6 separate regions of the Mus musculus genome follow, and regions 1, 3, 4, 5 and 6 are each linked to region 2. Evidence: chromatin contacts called from public HiChIP or PLAC-seq and promoter capture Hi-C data. All regions are on one chromosome and are shown on one strand. Each heading gives the region's core, a stretch centred on a gene start, on an enhancer-like site or on the middle of the called end of the contact. The rest is flanking DNA. Distances are from core to core; before and after follow the strand shown. Region 1 has its middle 660 kb from the start of Msl3l2. Region 2 holds the start of Man1a (mannosidase 1, alpha). Region 3 has its middle 380 kb from the start of Msl3l2. Region 4 has its middle 290 kb from the start of Msl3l2. Region 5 holds the start of Gopc (golgi associated PDZ and coiled-coil motif containing). Region 6 has its middle 570 kb from the start of Msl3l2.

Region 1 (3,605 bases), core at 913-3,412, 1.4 Mb before region 2:
TTTGAGCATATTTTCTACACATCATTTTTTATTAATACTCTCCTCAACAGTTAGTGAACTTTATGTAATAAGTATTATTCTTTGGGGATTAATTTTGGAAATTCTTCCTAAACCAGTTTTGGGGAAAACTGAGCAAGAAGAAACTGAAAAAAAAGCATATCTTTATCATAAAATATTTCTTCTCCTACAAACTACTTAATGTAGTCATTTTTATGAAGTATTCATCTTTTGGCTTCTCTAACATACCAATGTCTACAAATATAGTCCCTGAGATTCAAGGAGTTCTGTTAGTATTGTAATTCAGCTGAAGGGGCTTCCTCTTCCTACATGTCCAAACACACACACTCAAACATACATAGGTGTAGTAGTCCAGGAGTTCTTTGGAGACACAACAGAAACTCCTAATTCTAAAGGTAGGCCATGATGACCTAACGCAGGACCTGACAATGGCTTTGGTATTTTGGACTGAAGAGGCCTCATTTGTCAATGGCAACCCATTCTAAGATGAAAAGTAACTGGCAGAAAACAGAAAAGAGTATTGACTTCAACATCCTTTTGACCCTAACTCTCACTCTTTGACTAGAGTAGATCCCCGTGTTCTTGAAGAAGTCAGTTTAGTGTGTATAGAAACTTCACAAACATTCCAGCTGAAGGCCCAAGGCCCGAGTAAATACTGCTGTGTGGCCAAGGCTCAGAGTCAAGTTAATGAGTCCCCTTTTCTTGAAGATTCCTTTTAAGTATAACCTCTAGATACTCAGTGATACTCATTTCCTTTCATTTGACTCGAGTGACTAAGCAAACAAGGTGTCTAAGAAGACAGCAAGCTTGGTGTGACCAAGTGTTTGTGTCATAGAAACTTTTACAAAGTTTATGATAATTGGACTTTTAAAATAAAAGCACTATACAGTTTAGCATTATCTTTCTTTTTCTTATTAGTTATTAATTTTATTTTTATTAGATATTTTATTTATTTACATTTGAAATGTTATCCCCTTTCCCAGTTTTCCCTCTGAAGCCATCCTCTCCCATACCCCCACTCCCTCCTTCTATCAGAATATTTCCCCTCCTACCGACCCTTCTTTCTACTCTCAAAATCTATGTCTTTTATAATTTGGAACAACTGATACCACTTAGATGGATAGGTGTTGAATATCAAAGACAGAAACTTTATAATATTCTGCAAATTTTAGGAACACAATGGGCTTACAATGATTTTTAGAAACTAAACCGATTCATGGAGATCATGTATAATCACATGTTGGCTTGAGCTTTCCCAAGGATGTCTAGTTGAGCCCAGAGAATTCTTTCCTGGCTTCCTATATACCCATAACTGACAACAGAGACCTTTAATTTGAGTCCGTAGTATCTGTGGAATACATTTTCTACACTGTATCTTACCTCAGTCTTATGTCAAAACTTGTCATTACTTTTCTGACTCCATGGTTCCTTTCTGGTTCATAACTATGAAGATTTGTCTGCGATAAGCAAAGATAGCAGTAAATCCAGACTACAGCTTTTATACTTGTTATTCATAAAAAAATAATCATTTCCTCACAGAAAAGAAATTCTTGATATATTTCTAGCTCTAATGCATAGGCGAGCCTGGGTCCTACTTCATATTCATTAATATTGGGAAATATGACACACTGAAAATTGGCCACAAGGTTTTTTTTCTTGCCAGTACTAACTATAGCTTCTTGGGAACTGTTTGCTGGTATTTACTTGCACTGTAGGTTTGGACAGGCAAGGAAGTCAGGCTTGTGTATATTAGAGTAATGATCAATTGAGGGAAAGTTAAAACTGAAGAACCTTTTCTGCCAAACATAAACCTGTTGGTTACTGCTACTGCTGCAGCTACCTCCTCTGTCAAGCTAAATATTGATTTTGTCAGAAGCCAAAGAAAGTCCTGATATTTAATCAAGAAATATTAAAATACTTAGATCTTATACCATGCGCTATTTACATTCAGATTTAGTTTAGGTTATGCTTTGGAGAAAATTTTATATTCAAAACCTTAGTCATAACCTTCAGTGAAAAATAGATCCATACAGCAGAAGAGCTTTCAAGAGATATTTTGATCAACCAGGAAAAAGGATAAGGAGAGGCAGTGACTATGTAGAACCTAGCAGCCTTTTCTGAAGTAATCGCTCATGTACGGAGCAGCACATCTGCCTCCACTGCAGAAAGAGTAAAAATATCCAAGCACAAAAAAAACCCTCATCACTGTTTTCCTTTCCAGATTGCACAATTTATCTCCAACAACACACACATTCATCGTCACCAAAGCTCAGTGGAATAATTATCAGTATTTACTGAATAGGCCACGCAAAGCCATATGCTGCTGGTGGAAAGAATGTGGAAGAGATACTGAAAACTCACACGAATAATAAGACTGCAAAGTCAGCCACTTTGAGCTGTGCAGTATTTAAAAACATATGCAAAGAGAGTAGCCTATGGTATAAATAAAGTAATGGATTGCTATGAAGTAGAAGTATTCTAATGGGAGGACATAGTGATTTCAAAATTTCATTCCCCAAAGTGGAAATTGTAAACAAGGTATGTTTTATTAAACATGAGATATGAACATATGCACAGATATCCCCAGAAAGAAGCGTGCACACACACACACACACACACACAAACATGCACATAAACACATTCATACATGCACCCCCCACATAAGCACACACACATGCATGCATACTACACATACATATATATCCTATTATTTTAAATGCTGAAGAATTTAAAAGAAAGGAAACCTGACAATGTGGTGAAAATAAGCAACAGCACATGAATGTTAAAAGTAGCACAGAAACCTGCCAGATCTGACATGACTGCATAAGGGGCAATGTGACATAGTTCCTGCCCCTGGAGCACTGTCAGACCATTTATCCCCACCTGTGCTGATGACTGCTGTTGGCCTGGGACTGTTCTGCTGTCTTTTCTATGTGTTTTACTTTCAATCTCTTTCTAGGGAATATAATTCCCATATTACCCATAGCTAATTGCTCCATAATAAATGAAAGAGATAGTTCTCAGAAATGAGGAATGAAGGTAGCCATGAGGTTATGGGGGATGAGGAAAAGACTTTTTTTCTTGGCCCTTAGGGCCGTGGGAAAGATCTAGACAATATAACCATAGAGGCCATAAAAGCCTACATGATCCTTTGTAGATGTTGCTTATTGTGAGACTTGGTCTTGATCTTGGAATTATGAGGAGACACATGTACTCTCCGGTCTAATGACTGCTGCATAAATTAGCCAGGGTGAACTTGGGGACATCAAGGATAGAGAGTTAAAATGTTCTAAAGAATAGGAAAAGAAGCAATCTATGAAAAAGCAAACAAAAGATAGATGGGTTAATCTTATAGGAGGAAGGCTTGTATATGATCTAGAAACAGATAGTATTAGAAGAAGGTTATGTGAGGCCATGGAATTTCTAGGATGAAGAAAAAAAAATTAGAGAATTAAAAGATAATGCATAATCATATAAAAATTTAGTCGTTTGTTCTTCTAGATACTTGAAGAACTGAAGATGACAAGGCCTAATTTACTTGCATGCATTTTAAAACTTTGTAAGAAATTATTTTAACCTTATTAGTC
Region 2 (3,652 bases), core at 3-2,502:
CACCTGGAAACAACTGTGCTGTGGGCACTCTCCTGGAAGTTGCCAGCTGTTTTCCTCTGGTTTAAGACAAGTAAAGGGCACACTTTAAAATCATGTTTCCGGAGAAGGTTGAGGGTAAACAGAGCTGCTACAAACCAGCTTTCAGGAGTGGGAAGTCAGTCAAATTTCCCTCTGGTAACTGTTTCTTTGTGGAGCAACAGGGGATTCATAACACAGTTTGGGAAATGTTTTCTTGTCTCTTCACCCTGAGGCAGGGGGTTCCCAGCCAGGTCAAAATGTAGATCTATGCAATATCAGCAGGGCATTCCAATGGATGTCATGGGAGGTGGAGCCAGTTTCCATGACATTCCATGAGACTGAATACTGCAAGGCTGTGTTGAAAACAATCTCTGTTGGACCAAGTCTTGCCTTCGCTGGGAGTTGTCGCATCCAAGACTTAATTTCAACAGGGTTCAATTTATTGCTTGGAGCTCTGGCAGCATAAAACTGTCTTCTTTGAATGGAAAATTTGACCAACTGCGATGAGGTAAATGAATTTCGAAAGTGGGGGGGGTGTGGGGGAGTGTGGGGGAGTCATACAACTTTTGTTGTTGTTGTTGTTTATTGTAAGGGGAAGAGGGTGTATACTTAGAGCCCCAAGCAGTCCCCAAACCCCAAGTCGCCTAGGATGTAAAAGGCTCTTAACGAGGTAGAGTAGAGAGCTCAAAAGCTTTGTGGAGGAGCCTGGAGACTTTGGATTTGAGAGTTATTGGGCACCGGGGAATCCCTGTCTTGGGTAATAAGGGGTGGCTGGAGAAAAGCCTTCAAAACCACTTCAAAACCACGGCTTGCCCCCGCAATCCCCTGCATGCTCTTCGGGATCGCCAATTTCGAGTACTGGGGCAAGCTGTCGCTACCATATTAGTAGTGGTCACTCGGGGATCCACTACCTTTGGGGCTTCGGCTTGAATAGGTTTTGGGCGGAATAAGCTCGGACCAACTCCGGCTCTGGTCCTCCGGGCGAGTCTTAACACGGCTCCCGGGCGCAGTTCCAGTCCTCGGGAGCCCAGGGGAGCCGCGACCTCCCCGCCTCTGCCGGGTCCCGGAGAGGCAGCGCTTCCCGTAAACTCCCCGCCCCGTGCGGCCCCCTCCCCGCCTCGGCTCCACCCCCGCGGGACCCTGGGAGGCGTAAGATTGGCCCGGACGCGCTGTCACTCTCCGGACGCGTCACCGCCCTCGTTTCCGACCGCTCGGGAGACCGGCAGTGCTATTAGTGCACGGCGGGGCCGCGACGGAGGGCAGTACGGTGCCTGGTTCGCTGGCTCACGCCGGCAGGTCGGTGCGCTCGCTCACCTGAGCCGTGTCCCGGGGCCTCAGAGCCACCCGGCTGTACGCGTGCTACCACCCGCCGGGAAGCGCTCGGAGATGGGCAGCTGGAGAAGTTGACGAACCCCCTACGCACGCGGCGCCCTTGCTGCCCAGAGGTGCGCCGCCCTTGCCACCGAGGTGCCCGCTGTGCTGACCCAGATGTCGCGGGACACCCTGCCTCCGCGGCTGGAAAACTTCACCCCAAGTCCAAAGTGGGCTCTGAGGGTGGTGCCCGCGGCTGGACCCCGGGGTTGCCTGCCGGGATACGGTCCTGCGGATCCCGGGTCCAGGGGAGGGCGGAGACCCCACTGGAAACTTTCTCAGCACCTTCCTAACCACTGCGCTTTTACTGTCTCCTCTCCCCCCAACAGGGGCTGCAGCCAGCGGTTTGCCGCGCGTGCCTGTTTGCCAAAGGAGCCGCCCCGGCGAGGATCGCCGGAGGGGAGCCGCTTCAAGCGGGGAGACCCGCAGCCCAGACACGCGCTCTGGGCGGCCTGGATGCGCAAGAGCCGGCCCCGCAGCCGCTGACAGCCGGCGGCAGCGAAGTTTGGCTGCTGAGCGGCTCGGCGCCGGGCCCCTGGACAGACTGTCAGCCGGCGGCTACAACCTCCGGAGCGATGCCCGTGGGGGGCCTGTTGCCGCTCTTCAGTAGCCCTGGGGGCGGCGGCCTGGGCAGTGGCCTGGGCGGGGGGCTTGGCGGCGGGAGGAAGGGGTCTGGCCCCGCTGCCTTCCGCCTCACCGAGAAGTTCGTGCTGCTGCTGGTGTTCAGCGCCTTCATCACGCTCTGCTTCGGGGCAATCTTCTTCCTGCCTGACTCCTCCAAGCTGCTCAGCGGGGTCCTGTTCCACTCCAACCCTGCCTTGCAGCCGCCGGCGGAGCACAAGCCCGGGCTCGGGGCGCGTGCGGAGGATGCCGCCGAGGGGAGAGTCCGGCACCGCGAGGAAGGCGCGCCTGGGGACCCTGGAGCTGGACTGGAAGACAACTTAGCCAGGATCCGCGAAAACCACGAGCGGGCTCTCAGGGAAGCCAAGGAGACCCTGCAGAAGCTGCCGGAGGAGATCCAAAGAGACATTCTGCTGGAGAAGGAAAAGGTGGCCCAGGACCAGCTGCGTGACAAGGATCTGTTTAGGGGCTTGCCCAAGGTGGACTTCCTGCCCCCCGTCGGGGTAGAGAACCGGGAGCCCGCTGACGCCACCATCCGTGAGAAGAGGGCAAAGATCAAAGAGGTGAGTAAAGCCTGCCTGAAATCCCACTCACGCTGCTGTTTTCTGGGAGGTTTGATAAACGATTGGAACTTAGGACTTCACCTTTATCATGCAAAGGCGAGGGAAGTCATCGCTTCCACCACCGTGCCAAAGGCTACACGTTTTTCCTTTTACTACCTCAGGATAAGTGACCAGTGAGGATCTGGGGCTGAATCCCATTGAACTTGCATGCTTTGGTGAGCTTAAGCTATAAGAGGCAGGGGTGAGTGAATACACTGGGCACAGGAGATAGCTGCCTCCTCCTTGCTGGCTGCAGTTAGTCTACCCTGCAGTCATTGTGCAGGTACTGAGCAGCTGTCCCCTTTAGAGAGGCTTGCAGGTGGTTTGAAATTGAAGCTGACTGTAAACACAGGGCATCAATCACACATGAGACACAGGTTATAACAGTGAGCCAACGCACGCCCCTTGTTCAGTCATGTGGCCCTCCCTGCCAGGTGTGTGTGTGTGTAACAGGCTGTAAACTTGAAACCTGAGACCTTGCGTCATGGGCCACATACTGTCTTTTACTGATTTAAAACATCACACGCACACACGCACACGCAGACACACACACACACACACACACACACACACACACACACAGATCTACTGTTTTCTGTGTTTCTAGAACATTGTCAGAAAGAAGGGGGTGTTCTCTGTGATGCAACAGGTCAGCCTGCCACAGCAGCTCAGTGACAAAGTTAATCTAGAGCAAACATGGACTTTGGTAAATCCTGTGTAATTTCTTTCTGGTTATTTTTACTCGCAACATGTGATTGGTTTCTGCAAGCTTAAAGGCGAAGGAACCCTAGAAAATCCTTTCAGTCTGTCATTTCAAAGGTGAAACTGAGGAATGACAGCTCAAGAAGCCATTGATGACCAAATTGAGACCTGAACGAAGGAGCTGCAGCTTCCCAGTTACCAGACTCTGGGGACATGTGTCCTTCCAGGCTGCTTTCTCTGTGTTTTCCTGGGAATCCAGTCCCGAGGAACTATGGAAAAGCATAGCATCCCAACTCTGGGTCCATCCTCTACATTATCAATGGATGTAGTATTTTTGT
Region 3 (3,340 bases), core at 62-2,561, 1.7 Mb before region 2:
TTGTGTGTGTGTGTGTGTGCGTGTGTGTGTTTTCCTTGAGGATTTGTAAGTGCTCAGTTTCTTACCAGTGTAATCCATCTCCTAATTTCTTTAGGAGGACAGAAACCCAAGTCAGTGAGTTCTTTGCTCTATGTTGTGAAACTTCAACATGCCATGAAGTACAAGCAAGTTCTGGCAAAGCCATCTATTAACATGGATAGCTGTGTTCTTCCTGTTACACCAGAGGTCACAAATCCTTCTAATGTTAGTCTCAGTGACGTTAAAATCAAAGTTTGTTGTGTTTTGCCTGCTTCATTGCAGAGATCTCCAATCAAATTCCTCCGGGAGGCTTAACCTTGGCCAGTACAGATTTTCTTCTGAGAAACTTTGTGCATCAAACTCCTTTGAGGTTGAAAACAGCAAATACATTTCAGTCAAGATGAAAACTCTTTATACAAAGTTTTACTGATAAGGATTGGTAGCAATAAGTTCTGAATCTTGTATCTCTAAGAATTTGAAACATTCCTGTTATTTAGGAAACATAATTATATCCAAAGGCTCATTGCCTTCATATTTATTATAATCATCCTTCTCCAAGTTTCTTTTTGTTGCTTGAATTCTTAATTAATTTATTTATGTATTTATAACCCAAATGCTACACCCCATTGTCTAGTTCTTTATGGTGTGACAGGGGCACACATGGATGCACACACAGATGCACACATGGATGCACACACAGATGCACACATGGATGCACACACAGATGCACACACGGATGCACACATGGATGCACACACAGATGCACACATGGATGCATACACAGATGCACACATGGATGCACACACAGATGCACACATGGATGTACACACAGATGCACACATGGATGCATACACAGATGCACACATGGATGCACACACAGATGCACACATGGATGTACACACAGATGCACACATGGATGCACACACAGATGCACACATGGATGTACACACAGATGGGAGGCTTTTTAGTCTTGATTTTTCTGTATCTTGTCTTTAGTTGACACAACCATTTAACATATCTTGTATTCTGCATCATTTATACAGAAAATTCATGTACTTGCTGAAGTTTACACTTTTCCCAGTGCTTGAAAACTTAAAGTAAACAGTAAATATTGTTAGATTGTGTTTGGCTATGGTTTTGCCCATTTTATTGATAGTTGGTACTACAATGGTATATTCATTTCAAATGGAATCCATGTTTATGCAGCATTTTGACATATCTCTGAGGGTGTCCTTTTCTTTAGATCTTATTACAGTTCAGTGGTTTTCTGCTCTTTCTGCTTGCTGCAGAGCACAGCTGTCCTCTCTGATGCACTGCTTTTATTTTGAAGAGGTCCACTTCCTTGGTAAATTTATGTGTTCTCTGCAGCTGATGAAGACTTTTTGTTTCTTTTTTAACTTTTTTTTAAAACTAATTTTTTATACTATACTCTTTGATAATGATTTCCTCCCCCCAGCTATTCTCCATCTCCCTACCCACCTATCACACACATATGTACACACACACACACACACATACACACACACATATGCACAGACACAAACACACAAGTATGTGTGTGTGTATAAAATATTTATACAATCTAAAGTTTAGTACAAAGAGTTTAAGCCTTGAGAAAAATAATGCATTTGCTGTTTTCAACCTCAAAGGAGCTGGAGGCACAAAGTTCCTCAGAAAAAAATTCATACTGGCTGAACTTAAGCCTATATGAGCAATGTGAGTGGAGACATTTGTAATGGGGCAAAGAGAACATACCAAATTTGAATTCAACTTTACACTCTCTCTCTCTCTCTCTCACTCTCTTTCTCTCACATATACACACATGTAATATTATTATATACAAACAAATATATATTTATATATAAGTAATATGTAATATACTATTTATATTTCATATATTATGAATGGATATTATTTTTTACTCTCTCTATCTAAAAAATAAAACCTAAAATAAAAACAAAAAGCCAAAAAAACAACAAAACAAAAGCAAGAAACAAAATACTTCCACAGCAGCTCAAAATGAAAATTAAAGGAAACAAGCAAAAAAACCAATTTAAGACAAAACAAAATACAACAAAACAAAAAGTCAAAACTAAAAATCAAAACAGCGTCACCAGTGAGAAGCCCTATCACCTGCAACAGAGACCTGCTGCTCTATATACTTGGTAACATGTACACATATGTAAATATTATGCTGACACACAGGTTATGGGAGAAAGCACACACATTTTGGGTGGATTTAAGCTCTACTTTATGAGACGGAATACATACCTGCTGGTGCTACAGGTGCTATTGATGGCTTCATTGCTCTTTTTTTTTTTTTTTTTTTTAACCAAGTAATCTAAGGACAGGGTCCAGCAGGGAAGTTCGTCCTTTAAATTGCCCCAGACTTTCTTCCTTTCCTGCTGCTGTCAGTGATAACCAAGTCAGTTCCAAAATTTATATAAGTTCCTTTATTCACAAAAGGAAGAATTGATATGTTAAAAATGGGTTGGTCTTTGATAAACAATCTTCTTGTTGCTGTCTTTCAATAACTGGTAGAGGTGAGAACACTACTAACTGGTATAAATTCTGACCTTCATTTCCCCACAGGATTAATGATGAAAATAGGCAACTTTCATTGGTAGATAATTGTTTACTCAAATTTAAATGTTGATTGACATTGGTCTCTATGCTTTACTCCTAAGAAGTATATAACTTATAGCACTGAATCAGTGGCTGTGTCTCCATTAGATGCTTGTCACAGTGGCTTCATTAGATAGTTCCCCAGGGAAGTTCTGAAGCTATGGGACCTTTGATGGGTTGTAAGTGGTTCCCTTGTGAGGAGACATTTTGACTGAGAAGAAACACTGACATATTTAAATACAAATACCTCACAGTGAGTTTCTGAAACGGGGTCTGCCTGGCTAGCATGGTCTAGTGCAGCATGCGTCACTTGCACTCCTGGGAAATTAACCAAAGCTTCACATTTCCCTAATTTAGAGCTACCCATATTCTAGAAATATTTTGGAAAACATCAATGCATGTCTGTGTATCAAAACCACTTCTTTTCATTGAAAGGAGACGTATAATATTTATAAGAGATAAAGCTAAACTTGAAGGGATGTTCACTAATGTATTTGGAAAGACGTTGTCCCGTGAACCTTTAAATTGAGGTTGTAGCCTATAGTGGACACAAAATTCTCTTGGATAGATCTAGCAGAGAACACTTGTTTCTGTATAATGCTGGATGGTAGTATTTAGGCTTGAATGAAGGCTTATGCATTCATAGTTACCTCATACTTCTTATAATTGCATCATTAAAAATTGATGGACTGGTGCC
Region 4 (3,396 bases), core at 338-2,837, 1.7 Mb before region 2:
TAAAATGTCAAAAATACACAAAGAAGCTGAAATTTCACAACTCTGACAAATAGCATGAAAAACAAAGAAGAAAATTTAGACTTTTTACAGAGAGACATGAAAAATATTTCTCCTAAAAACATCTTTAGTTGGAATGCCCTTTGGTGTTTAATAGCATGGCCTCAGTATCAAAGCTTCAGCACAGGGTTCATGAACACATTTGTGATGGCATTGACCTTTGCTTTACAGCTTCAGGACTCTGTTTATTAATCAATCTTGTATAACTAAAAGGGCTGAAAATCGCCCATCTATCCAACCTTATTTCGCCCTGACTTATTTTTGTGATTTTTCTGTCATAGCTGCAATATTATAACTTTGAGTTGGAGAAATCTGTTTTAAATCAGCACATAAATTCACAGACAGAATCCTTTAATCAGTGAGGATACCTGAATAAGAACACAGGGTCTTAAAGGGTGGATGCAAGGCTAGGTTGTTTATGTTAGACAGAAAAAGTGTGTATCTCATGAAACATGAATAGACAAAAATATTTATTAACTATTCAAATATAGTGAGAAGTGTTACAAATATATGTTTGCTCAAAAGGTCCTCAAATAACTCAATGATGATTTTCTTGACAGCTCTGGGTTTGGTTGCCACTCTTCTTTCAAGTTTTTTTTTCATTTTCCCAACTTATTATTATTTTTTTTTAGTGTGTGTGTTTGCCAACATGTATGTACTTGCATTCCCCTACATCCCACGTGGCTGCAGATGCCAGACTAGGACATTGTATTCATGAACTGGAAATAAAGATGATTATGAGTTAATTTGTGATTACAGGGAACCAACCTTCCAGGCTTCCCTGCAAGAGCACCAATGCTATTAACTGCTGATCTACCTCCCCAGCCCACTATTCCAATTTCTCTTCTATTGTAATATGTTTTTCTCTAGTTTTAGGAATACCTTAAGTCTATAAGTTATTTCAAATAACATGTTAATCCAACACTTATTGTAATTCCTGAGACTAGTGGAGGACGAGTACATAAATGCACATATGTACACATTAATAAGTACACCAGCACAGGAAATAAGAAACCCACCTTGCTGAATGCTCCCAATACAACAAGCTGTGATTTAAGGAAACCACTTGCTTATTATTTTCTCATATTCCTTTCAAGAATCTATGAATTGGTGCACTGGCATACTTTTGACCGATACAATTTAGAAAGGTTACAAATCAAAAGGCTTAAATTGCTCTGTGAAACCTAATAGCCCACGAGCCAATACTCATGCCCCGGTTTGACAAATCGGGATTCATGCATCCATTTCAGACATAATACCTTGCAATAAAGATGAACACTGTTTCTTCAACTACCCAATGAATAGTTACCCAGGAAACATATTATATCTTCTTTTATAGAAGTTCCAAAGTAGTAGATGCTATTGTTATCATAGTCTTAAAGATTATGAAGCAGAGATTTACAAAGAGGAAGTCACTGATTCAAGTCATGTAGGTTTTAAATGTCAACCTGGGATATGGATGTGGTAGTGCTGCAGTGTCCTGTGGTCCATGAATTCAGCACTGTGGGTGTGGACAGTTCCCATTCTTTTAGGACTCTCCTTTGTCAAATACCATAAAGCCCACACAGTCTGAAGCCATGATTTGCTAAGCATGTATGAATTAACTTTCTCAGGGGTAAACTTTAAGTAATAAATGTAAAAGTCGGGGAGTGTCAATTCTTCCTCTGAAGCGCTCTCTCTCTCTCTCTCTCTCTCTCTCTCTCTCTCTCTCTCTCTCTCAGATCTCTTTGTAGAACTGAGCTCAACATCCCTCCAAAATAGGAAATAGCTCATTGACACTTCTTTTCTTGTCTCCTCTCCCTTTGATATCTCAATTATTCTGTTCCTTCACTCAATAAAATTCAAACAACCTCATTACACTTAAGACTTTATCCTATTTTTTTTTTTTTTTTTTTTTTGCTTGGGGTAAGGAGAATAGCTTTTCAATTTATTCACATATAGAAATATACTGTACACTATGAAAAATAAAATTATGCATATATGTGTATGTATATAACACATATATAGATTATGTGGATACATAAAATCATGGGCCATCAATTAGATTTATACTAACTTTTGAGAAGGAACATTTGAGTCACTTCCTGTTAATATCAGGAAATGTGTTATTAATTGTATTTGAAGAAATATTGAGAAAAAATAAACTTAACTATTCTTTTGTTGCCATTTTGTCATTAACAGGCCATATTTAAGGCAACTAAATTGATTTTTTCAAATATAGATACTTATGTTCTTTGAGAAATTATATGTTTAAAAGTGAATAAAGGAAAAAGTAGTTTACACATGCATAAGATGTGACCAAACACTATTTATGCTATAAATTACTTCATGCTATGAAGGAAATATCAATCTAAAGATCTCTATTAGAGAAAAGAGAATGGGAAGATGGGGGGAGTTAACTTTGCTAACATTTTTATACTGACAATGTGATTAATGTGATGATTCTTATGCTGTGTTCCTTTAGGCCTCACTACCAAATAACAGCTTCAAAATAGAAAGATACTGTAAGAAAGTCTCAGGTGCAAAATACCAGTCTTAACTCCATACTCTCCACAAAAAAGACCTACTGTGAACAATTAGAATCACCTTCAAACCTTCATATTTTGTGTTCTTTGAATGATCCTCTTGGTCCTGGTTGTATCACACCTTCTTCATATTTGACAACACATTCTTTGCACATCTTCCATGATGTTTTCCCATCTGTACTTTAAAAGTATGATTGGAAAATTCTCATATTACAAATACCTGAGCATTGTATAGGGTTTTTTTGCCTTTAAAAAATGAATAATAGGCTACCATAGAAAGAATACTTAATATATGATACTATTTTACTTTCTCAATATTTTTATATTCTAGAAAAAAATGGTATCTGTCTCACTTTTCCTGTGGCTCTGACAAAATGCCAAGGTACAATCAATTTATGAAAAGAAGGATTTATTTTGGTACAGTTTCAAGTTTCAGCCCATTATGGCAGTCATGTCAAGACAGCAGGAGCATGAAGCCACTGGTCATATTGCATCCACAGTCAAGAAGAAGAAATCAATACATGTTGTTTTTTAGCTAGCCTTCTCTGTTTTGTGCAGTCTGAGAACCAAGACCAAAAATGTTGCTTCCTTTTTTTTAGAGTGAGCTTTCCACTTCAATAACTTAATCAAGATAATCCCTTACAGGCATGCCCCAAACTACTGTAGCTTAAATAATCCCTCACAGGTGATTCAGAAGGGTTGGTTACCTCCTGTGTGATTTAAAATCCTGTCAAGGTCAAAAACACAAAAGAGCTTCGCAATCTATAATACATTTCTTGATATATTTATATAAATCATTAAAGCACTATAATCC
Region 5 (3,465 bases), core at 47-2,546, 1.7 Mb after region 2:
TTTGCTGAAGTCATAATAGCTTTTGCTTGATGGTAAGCAGTCATGCATTGGAGTAACCAGAGTGCAAACTAAATCTGTTATTTCTTAATTCTTATTGGTACTGCTTTGATGAGAGGCACACAATGCCATGCAGACTTTGGTTGATGATTTATTAGAAAGGTCCGTCCCAAGAACAACTTCCGAAAGATTATGGACTAATTTTCCACATACTCCCGTAGGCGAGTCAGGAAGCACAATTCCTACCTGCCTACTCTAATTAGTCTGGCTTCTCCTTTCCCTTCCGGACAGTCTACTGTTGGTTTAGACAGGGGTGGAGTTGGAGAAGTGGAAGAGATGAGAGGCAGGACACAAAGAAAGCTCTTGATAAATGCTCTCAAATGCACGCAACACTGGAATTAAAAGTCGTGAGAGCCTCACTGTCTTACTAGTTCGGCTTGGATGAGGTCGTTTCATTAGATTTTATGTCCTCAGTGCCTCAATCGGGATATGTATTCAATGTTTATGAACATATGAAAATAACATGGGAACGAGCACAATACTAGTTTATAAGATGATTACAGCATCCCAAGTGGTTGCTTTAGAAATATACGATCTGTGATGCAGTAAGATGAGTGCTATGTACCAAGTGATAACACTTTCACTTTACCTTAATTGCCAAGTGAAGTAAACTTTGGAAACCTTGTTACCCAAGCAAGGTAACACCACTGAGGTGGGGCAGCTAGTATGTAATAATACATTGGCCTAGAACCCCAGCTTGTCAATCATAGAAGGAGGAACCATTGATTCAACAAAACTTGCTCAGTAGCTTCCATAGGCAGCTTCTGGCTGGAATGCACCGTCAGGTTTAGCAACATTAGCCAGTGTCCCCACCCTCCCGCCCTAAGAGCTGGAAATCGGAAGAGAAAACGTGGCTATTGCGCATGCACACACGGCCCTCCCCGCTCCCACCCGAGCCCCTTGACACCCCAGTAGCAACTTTGCTAGACGTCTGTGGACCGGTTCCAGGCCCACTGTGAAGCCAAACTGGCGGAAGCCGGTCCCCTCTGCGACGTGGAATCTTTCCCTTCCCTTCCTCCGGTCTTCCCCACTTGCAAGGGGCCACCTCAACCCTTTGCTTCTCAGGGTTTTGCCGGTCGTCAAAATGGTCGCAGACAGGCTTGTGGAGGCGAAGGCTTTTCATTGGCTAAGCTCTCGTACGGCCCCGCCCACTTTCTCCCTCTGGGCTGCGCCTGCTCTGGGCTCCGCTACGCACGCGCGGCGGGGGCGGGCCGGCTTGCGGGCGGGGCGGGTCTTCCGTGTCGCTGTCGCTGCTTCAGCCCCGCTTCCTTTGCTGCTCTGGAGCTGCGCTGCCGGCGTTGGCGGCGCGAGGGAAGGGAGGGGACCGGCGGGTGTGTGTCTGTGTGTGTGTGCGTGTGTGTCTGTGTGTGCGCGCGCGCGGGGGGCGCCGCGGTGCTAGCAGTTCCCCTCGCGCGGGGCGGGCGGCCAGAGTGAGCAGCAGTCGGCGAGGCCCTGGACGGCGCCATGTCGGCGGGTGGCCCATGCCCGGCGGGAGCCGGCGGCGGCCCAGGGGGCTCCTCCTGCCCTGTGGGGGTCTCCCCTGGCGGGGTGTCCATGTTCCGATGGCTTGAGGTGCTGGAGAAGGAGTTCGACAAGGCCTTCGTGGATGTGGATCTGCTTTTGGGCGAGATCGATCCGGACCAGGCGGACATCACTTATGAGGGGCGTCAGAAGATGACCAGCCTTAGCTCCTGCTTTGCGCAGCTATGCCACAAAGCCCAGACTGTGTCCCAGATCAACCACAAGCTTGAGGTGAGCCTCGGGGGCTGGCAGCAATAGCATTCAACCCCAGGCTGTCCGAGGTCGTTAGATCCCATTTAAAGCACTAGGAAAATGATCCTTAAAAACCTACCCACTGGACACCTCAGCTTCGAATGCGATGGAGAGTGCGTTTTATACGTGAGTGAAGCAAAGGAGTGCGGAGCGGGTGGGGGAGGAAAAGGATGCAGACTGATGTGTGGGTCTCCAGACGTCCTGTCATCCACCTCCCAGCATCTCATGCGGTGGGGACAGGAGCTAATCACACTACCTGCCTTGTAGGTGTTATTACCAAGATCTTCTGTCGGGGAATACCTCAACTCTCCTCTTCTGCTTTGATAATGACAAGCTAGATGATGTATTTTCAGACAGATGCAGCTCTGATTATTTTCATCCAATAGCCCAGATCAACGTCCGTGTCTGTACACAGAGACATGCATGAACTTAGGGGAATCCGATCAAAGCTCTTGGGGAAATGTAATGGAATATATATGTTCCTATCTACCTTCTCAGTTTACATTCACACTTGGCAGATATTACGGGCAGCTATGTCTTTAGAGCTGTCAATATTCAAATAACTTCTAGTATTGAGTGAGATGGTATGTCTTTGTATTTTACAGTATTTTCCCTAATTTCAGACCTTTGAGACTATGTAAAGACAATCCTTTGCTTAGGTCTCTAATCAGAGCAAGGGGAGTGTGATTGCAAACAGGAATTCCAAACCTCCCATTTTGTGTGGAAAATTCAACTAGGCCAGTATTACAAGATTTAGAAATTATGGTGTACTAACATTATATGGGAAACCTTTTAAAAATAGACAATTTCAGTAGAGAGTAGCTCTTTGATTTTAAAAAGGATTAAAAAAAAAGAGAGATACTTTGTTATGTGTGAAGTTCTTTGTGCCTTAGCTTTCTTAAGAGCTCCTCTTTACTGTTAACTGTAATAATGATAGGGCCTGTTGTGTACAGATTCATGTGTATGCTAGATTGGTTTCCTGTCCTTGCTTAGTGCTCAACAGTCTTTCATATTAGTTAGCCATGAAAAACATTTGCCACTAATATTTGATTAGCATCTTACATATTCAGGATGCTATGGTTTCTTTTTGGAAAGAGTGGGATGAAAGTACTTATGTAAAAGCATTAAGTGTAGATAAGGCTGTCTCTTGATTTTTTTTTTTTTTCTCCAATGAATGGTAATTCCTAAAGCTGAGTTTTCAGGTAGTATTTAGTGGCTTTTAAAATGGTATTTTAGCTTTAAAGATCAAAGATTAAGAGTAGCTTTTGCCAAATAACTTACATACCATCTCCATATTTAACCATATACTGGAGATAAGTGGCTTTTAAAACATAAAACAATTTTAACTTGTTTTTTAAATGACCTAAGGAAGCTAAACAATAGTACTTTCTGATGTTAGCAATAAGGTCTGATTTTGAGAAAAATATTTTTTTCCCTATGACTAGAAGGTATTCAAGTTTTTTAAATTTTTAAATAATTTGAAAGAATATTTCTCTACTAGACTGTGCATGTAATAACTTGCGTGTTTTTTTTTCCAGGAAATTATACTTACATATTCTAAGTCCATGTCCCATCTTAGGAAGTAGCATTACTTCTTAAAGTAAAGAATGCTAGCATATCACAGTGTGTGGTTTT
Region 6 (3,427 bases), core at 510-3,009, 1.5 Mb before region 2:
AAACACTGCGCTCTCAAGGCCCTTAGAGCACAAACTTTCTGGAATTCAAAGTGGTGGTTTTCACCTTCGCATATGATTGGAACTTTGACATAGCCTTATAGAGAGCCATGCAGCTTTAAATGCTGTAACATTTATTATGTAGCATTTCTAATTTCTGCTACTGCACCACTATAATTGTATATAACCATTGTGCTGTTTTGTTAAACTTTGGCACATATTTTATTTGCTTTATTTGCTTTTTAAAGTTCTTTTGGATAAAAAATACATGTTTTTGGTTTTTTGGCCAGGTGCCTTCTAGTCCAACAAATACAAAAGCATCCTGTGCATTAGCTGGGTATTATTTCAACTTCTCATGGGAGGAAAAGGACACAGAAGGGTTTGTTAACAGTATATTTAGGGAAACCCCTAAGTTTTTTTAAAGGGGCATATTTATAACAGACATCTATTGGTTAATTTAGACATCATCCTTGACAGGTATACAAAATCTTCTATTTAATCATATTCATATTTTTAGACTTGTGAACAATGCTTGATTTTACATCATTAATTTAAAAGTACACTTGAATGATATAATTATTAAGAGGTGTCATGACTAGAAGCCATCTGGAAATTTTCAAACTGACCCACCCATGTCCTAATAGATAATAATAATAATCATACAACTTCAACTGAAACTAAACTTAGCCTGGACAAATTCTAAATGTATATCTCCAGGTACAGCACTGCTTCTATTTGAATATTTTCTTGTCACTAATACATTCCCAAGTGCAGGCTAAAAATGATCAACACAATTATTTACATTGTAGGCAATGCTCTGCATTGATGACTTCAATGCCAATTGAGCATTTCTTATAGATTCCAAAGATTGCTCTAAGTTTATAGAAGTTCATTGAGTTGTATAGTCTTTGGATCAAGTTAATTTTGCTGTGCAATTTTTTTTTATTTGTGACTTTTTAATACTAAAACTTACAATGAGTTAAAAGTACATGGATTTCTATGGCACTTTTTCCACTGACTGTTGGAGGAACTAAAGAGATGATTTGTGACTTGTTGCCCCATTTCATTCATTGCTGTGTCATAAAGGCTGTGCAGGTGACAGTCTCTTTTTGGTTATAAAGGAAAGAGGGACCCTAAAAGGAGCTGGAGGCTCCTTTTTGTAGTAAAATGAATGCAGAAGTAAGGATGAAAGGTTACCAGCTGTAATTCTGTCTCAAATGCCTCTCATGGTACAATGCCATACCATGATGAAGGGACTTGACTTCATGAAACAGAAAGAACAAATAAGGCTTCAAGAAAGTCTATGGCAACTTTTGGGATACAGTTCAGTGGCCGAGGAGGCTTTTCTCTAATGTGTACCACTTTCTCATTTTAGCCCAAACTAGTGAACCTGTGCCTGCTGGGCTGAAAAGCATTCACACTGGTTGCTTTCTTCACATTCTTTTAAGTGCTATTCATTCTACTCTTCATAAGCAATGAATTCTCTCAACTTGATTTATGGAGAATATGTGAATGCTTGAAAAGGCATGAGTACTGAAAAAGAATTGAGTAAAACTAACTTGTTCTTTCTGATTTCAAAAGACCTTTTTACTTGGTACCAAAAAAGCACTTTAGAAATCTGTTCTGTTTGTCAAGGGTGGATGCAGTTTTAAATGTTGCAAAACAGCTGTTTCCTATCTTCTTTGTCGTTTAAAAAAGCATAATCATGGAGTCCTGCTGAAACAGACGCAGAGCAGGTGGGAGCTATCATAGCTCCTGTCCCTCCATTTACCCTTTCTGTTCAGAAAGCACACCTGGGGACTCTGAGGGAGCTATTAGAGGTGTCAAACAAAGGTCTCAGTTGCAAATAATATATGCAAATTGACTCCTCTAATTTCCTGCTTGTCACTACCCAATCACCCATGGATCTGGAAATTGACATTTTTATGTAAGCAATTTTTATGGGTATTTAGGTGAAAATAAGAGAACCAGAAAATGTAGCCTTCACTTTTCAGGCTTGCTCAGCATTCTTTGCATGATGTTGGAGCATCTTTGTAGAAGATATCATGAAGCTTAATAGCAATTTTCTATACAAAATACATTGCATGTTTTTAATATATGGAAAAGAACAGTAGAAAAGAAAACCATTTAGAAGTAAACATATTGTCAATAACATATGCCAGTATTGAGTATGTCAACTGTTCTGTAAATTAGGCCTTAAGAGAATGGATTTCAAGTATTAAGAATAGAAATAATACAGCTGATGGTGTCACTATTATTATTAACAGATAACAATCAGTACAGTGACTGGTGAAAACTGCCTTCATCTACAAAATTAGGAGATAATGGTATTCAATATTCTAGATTGCAATTGTGTGCACTCAGAGGGATCTATTGTTACTGCCTACTCCAGTCTAGAGACCTCTTGCAAACCATATTTACAAAAGACAATTACTGGGTTATCCTGCTTTTTTTGTTTTCAAACATTTATTGATGGAGTTTAGGACTTTGCAAACTTAATCATTTATTATGTATACATTGTCCACTGTTATCCACCGGTGATATACAACTCATTATCCAGTTATGAACTAAGAACAAACTTCTACAATTCAAATGCTAACTCTCTTCCTGGTTCATGGAACACCGGCTGAGTATCGACGATACAGAAGAAAACAGCCAGTATGAAAGATAGTGAAATGAATATATAACATATTGAAAAAGCAAAGAAACCAAAAGGATTGTAATGTTTTTCAGAATCTTCACCGTTTAAACAGAGATGTATGTCTCACTTGGTCCCATAGATCAGCATGTTCTGGGCTAAGGTAAAGATGTTCTTTCCAGTTTAAGTGTTTTTTTTTTAATCATTTCCTACACAGCCAACCAAATTTATTGATGGTCTACTATGAGCCCTACTTGATTCTGGATTTTGGCATGATAGTTGTACCTCAAAAAATTCTTAGCATCTGTCTCTACAAAACTGGAATGGCACCTCTGCTCTGCTATCTTCCTATCCTTCTAGAGCTAACAGTCCCTTTCCGTTTTCCTGGACTCTGCAGTTATTTCGGTTTCCATATTCAAATCTAAGGATTCAGCTGCTCACAAGGGGAAAAAGGAGAAGTGAAGGAGGAAAAGGAAAAGAGGGAAGAGGAAGAGAGAAATAGCATTGAGGATGTTCAAAAGCCATAGAAAACATTATTTTATAAGCTTACTTAAAAATGCTTGCCTAATTTGTGTATACACATATATAATTATGCCACAGTGGAAAATAATGCTTCTCCCCAGGAGCTATATTTGAAATATTTCTTTGAATTGTTGGTCATATGGGTTCAAGAGACTCCAATCAATACAGGCTATTGCTATTTCCCTTGTTTGCCTCTCAGAACTTTAAAGAAAGAATTGACGTTGAAGATATCATATACTTCAGACAAAGGACATGGAATAATATAGTGGA

The links. Promoter capture Hi-C pulls out the DNA fragments that hold promoters and counts their contacts. HiChIP or PLAC-seq counts read pairs in DNA pulled down with a chosen protein or histone mark.
Region 1: a contact with region 2 is called in an H3K27ac HiChIP or PLAC-seq map of SST interneurons, with 17 times the contacts expected there. The contact joins the enhancer-like site here to the promoter of Man1a in region 2. A contact is called at or near these places in 2 of 39 promoter capture datasets (hippocampal neurons and liver) and 5 of 115 datasets of contacts at active chromatin or transcription factors (SST interneurons, embryonic forebrain, embryonic limb bud and 2 more).
Region 3: a contact with region 2 is called in an H3K27ac HiChIP or PLAC-seq map of large pre-B cells, with 9 times the contacts expected there. The contact joins the enhancer-like site here to the promoter of Man1a in region 2. A contact is called at or near these places in 5 of 39 promoter capture datasets (the 3T3-L1 cell line, embryonic stem cells, frontonasal cranial neural crest and 2 more) and 3 of 115 datasets of contacts at active chromatin or transcription factors (embryonic midbrain, forebrain and large pre-B cells).
Region 4: a contact with region 2 is called in a promoter capture Hi-C map of second pharyngeal arch cranial neural crest. The contact joins the enhancer-like site here to the promoter of Man1a in region 2. A contact is called at or near these places in 3 of 39 promoter capture datasets (cranial neural crest, hippocampal neurons and second pharyngeal arch cranial neural crest) and 3 of 115 datasets of contacts at active chromatin or transcription factors (SST interneurons, forebrain and large pre-B cells).
Region 5: a promoter capture Hi-C map of pre-B cells shows a contact between it and region 2, with 4 times the contacts expected there. The contact joins the promoter of Gopc here to the promoter of Man1a in region 2. A contact is called at or near these places in 2 of 39 promoter capture datasets (liver and pre-B cells).
Region 6: an H3K27ac HiChIP or PLAC-seq map of SST interneurons shows a contact between it and region 2, with 11 times the contacts expected there. The contact joins the enhancer-like site here to the promoter of Man1a in region 2. A contact is called at or near these places in 9 of 39 promoter capture datasets (the 3T3-L1 cell line, cranial neural crest, embryonic stem cells and 4 more), 3 of 115 datasets of contacts at active chromatin or transcription factors (SST interneurons, embryonic hindbrain and forebrain) and 1 of 9 other capture datasets (embryonic stem cells).

What each region holds. Positions count from the first base shown.
Region 1 is chr10:55,443,653-55,447,257 of GRCm38.p6, reverse strand. No RefSeq gene overlaps it. Among named protein-coding and RNA genes, the nearest start is that of Msl3l2, 660 kb to the left of the region's middle. Within about 2 kb of position 2,162, at least 4 of the 459 cell types and tissues checked have an H3K27ac peak or open chromatin away from gene starts, as enhancers often do. A contact at or near this core is called in SST interneurons, where this site is marked.
Region 2 is chr10:54,073,337-54,076,988 of GRCm38.p6, reverse strand. Man1a (mannosidase 1, alpha) reads left to right here and starts at 1,252. Exons shown (of 13, transcript NM_008548.5): 1 at 1,252-1,463; 2 at 1,719-2,573. The coding sequence starts at 1,965. Gm16998 (predicted gene, 16998) reads right to left here and starts at 1,067. Exons shown (of 3, transcript NR_038016.1): 1 at 136-1,067.
Region 3 is chr10:55,726,907-55,730,246 of GRCm38.p6, reverse strand. No RefSeq gene overlaps it. Among named protein-coding and RNA genes, the nearest start is that of Msl3l2, 380 kb to the left of the region's middle. Within about 2 kb of position 1,311, at least 1 of the 459 cell types and tissues checked has an H3K27ac peak or open chromatin away from gene starts, as enhancers often do.
Region 4 is chr10:55,812,337-55,815,732 of GRCm38.p6, reverse strand. No RefSeq gene overlaps it. Among named protein-coding and RNA genes, the nearest start is that of Msl3l2, 290 kb to the left of the region's middle. Within about 2 kb of position 1,587, at least 3 of the 459 cell types and tissues checked have an H3K27ac peak or open chromatin away from gene starts, as enhancers often do. A contact at or near this core is called in second pharyngeal arch cranial neural crest, where this site is marked.
Region 5 is chr10:52,379,955-52,383,419 of GRCm38.p6, reverse strand. Gopc (golgi associated PDZ and coiled-coil motif containing) reads left to right here and starts at 1,296. Exons shown (of 9, transcript NM_001199272.1): 1 at 1,296-1,809. The coding sequence starts at 1,522.
Region 6 is chr10:55,533,068-55,536,494 of GRCm38.p6, reverse strand. No RefSeq gene overlaps it. Among named protein-coding and RNA genes, the nearest start is that of Msl3l2, 570 kb to the left of the region's middle. Within about 2 kb of position 1,759, at least 3 of the 459 cell types and tissues checked have an H3K27ac peak or open chromatin away from gene starts, as enhancers often do. A contact at or near this core is called in SST interneurons and second pharyngeal arch cranial neural crest, where this site is marked.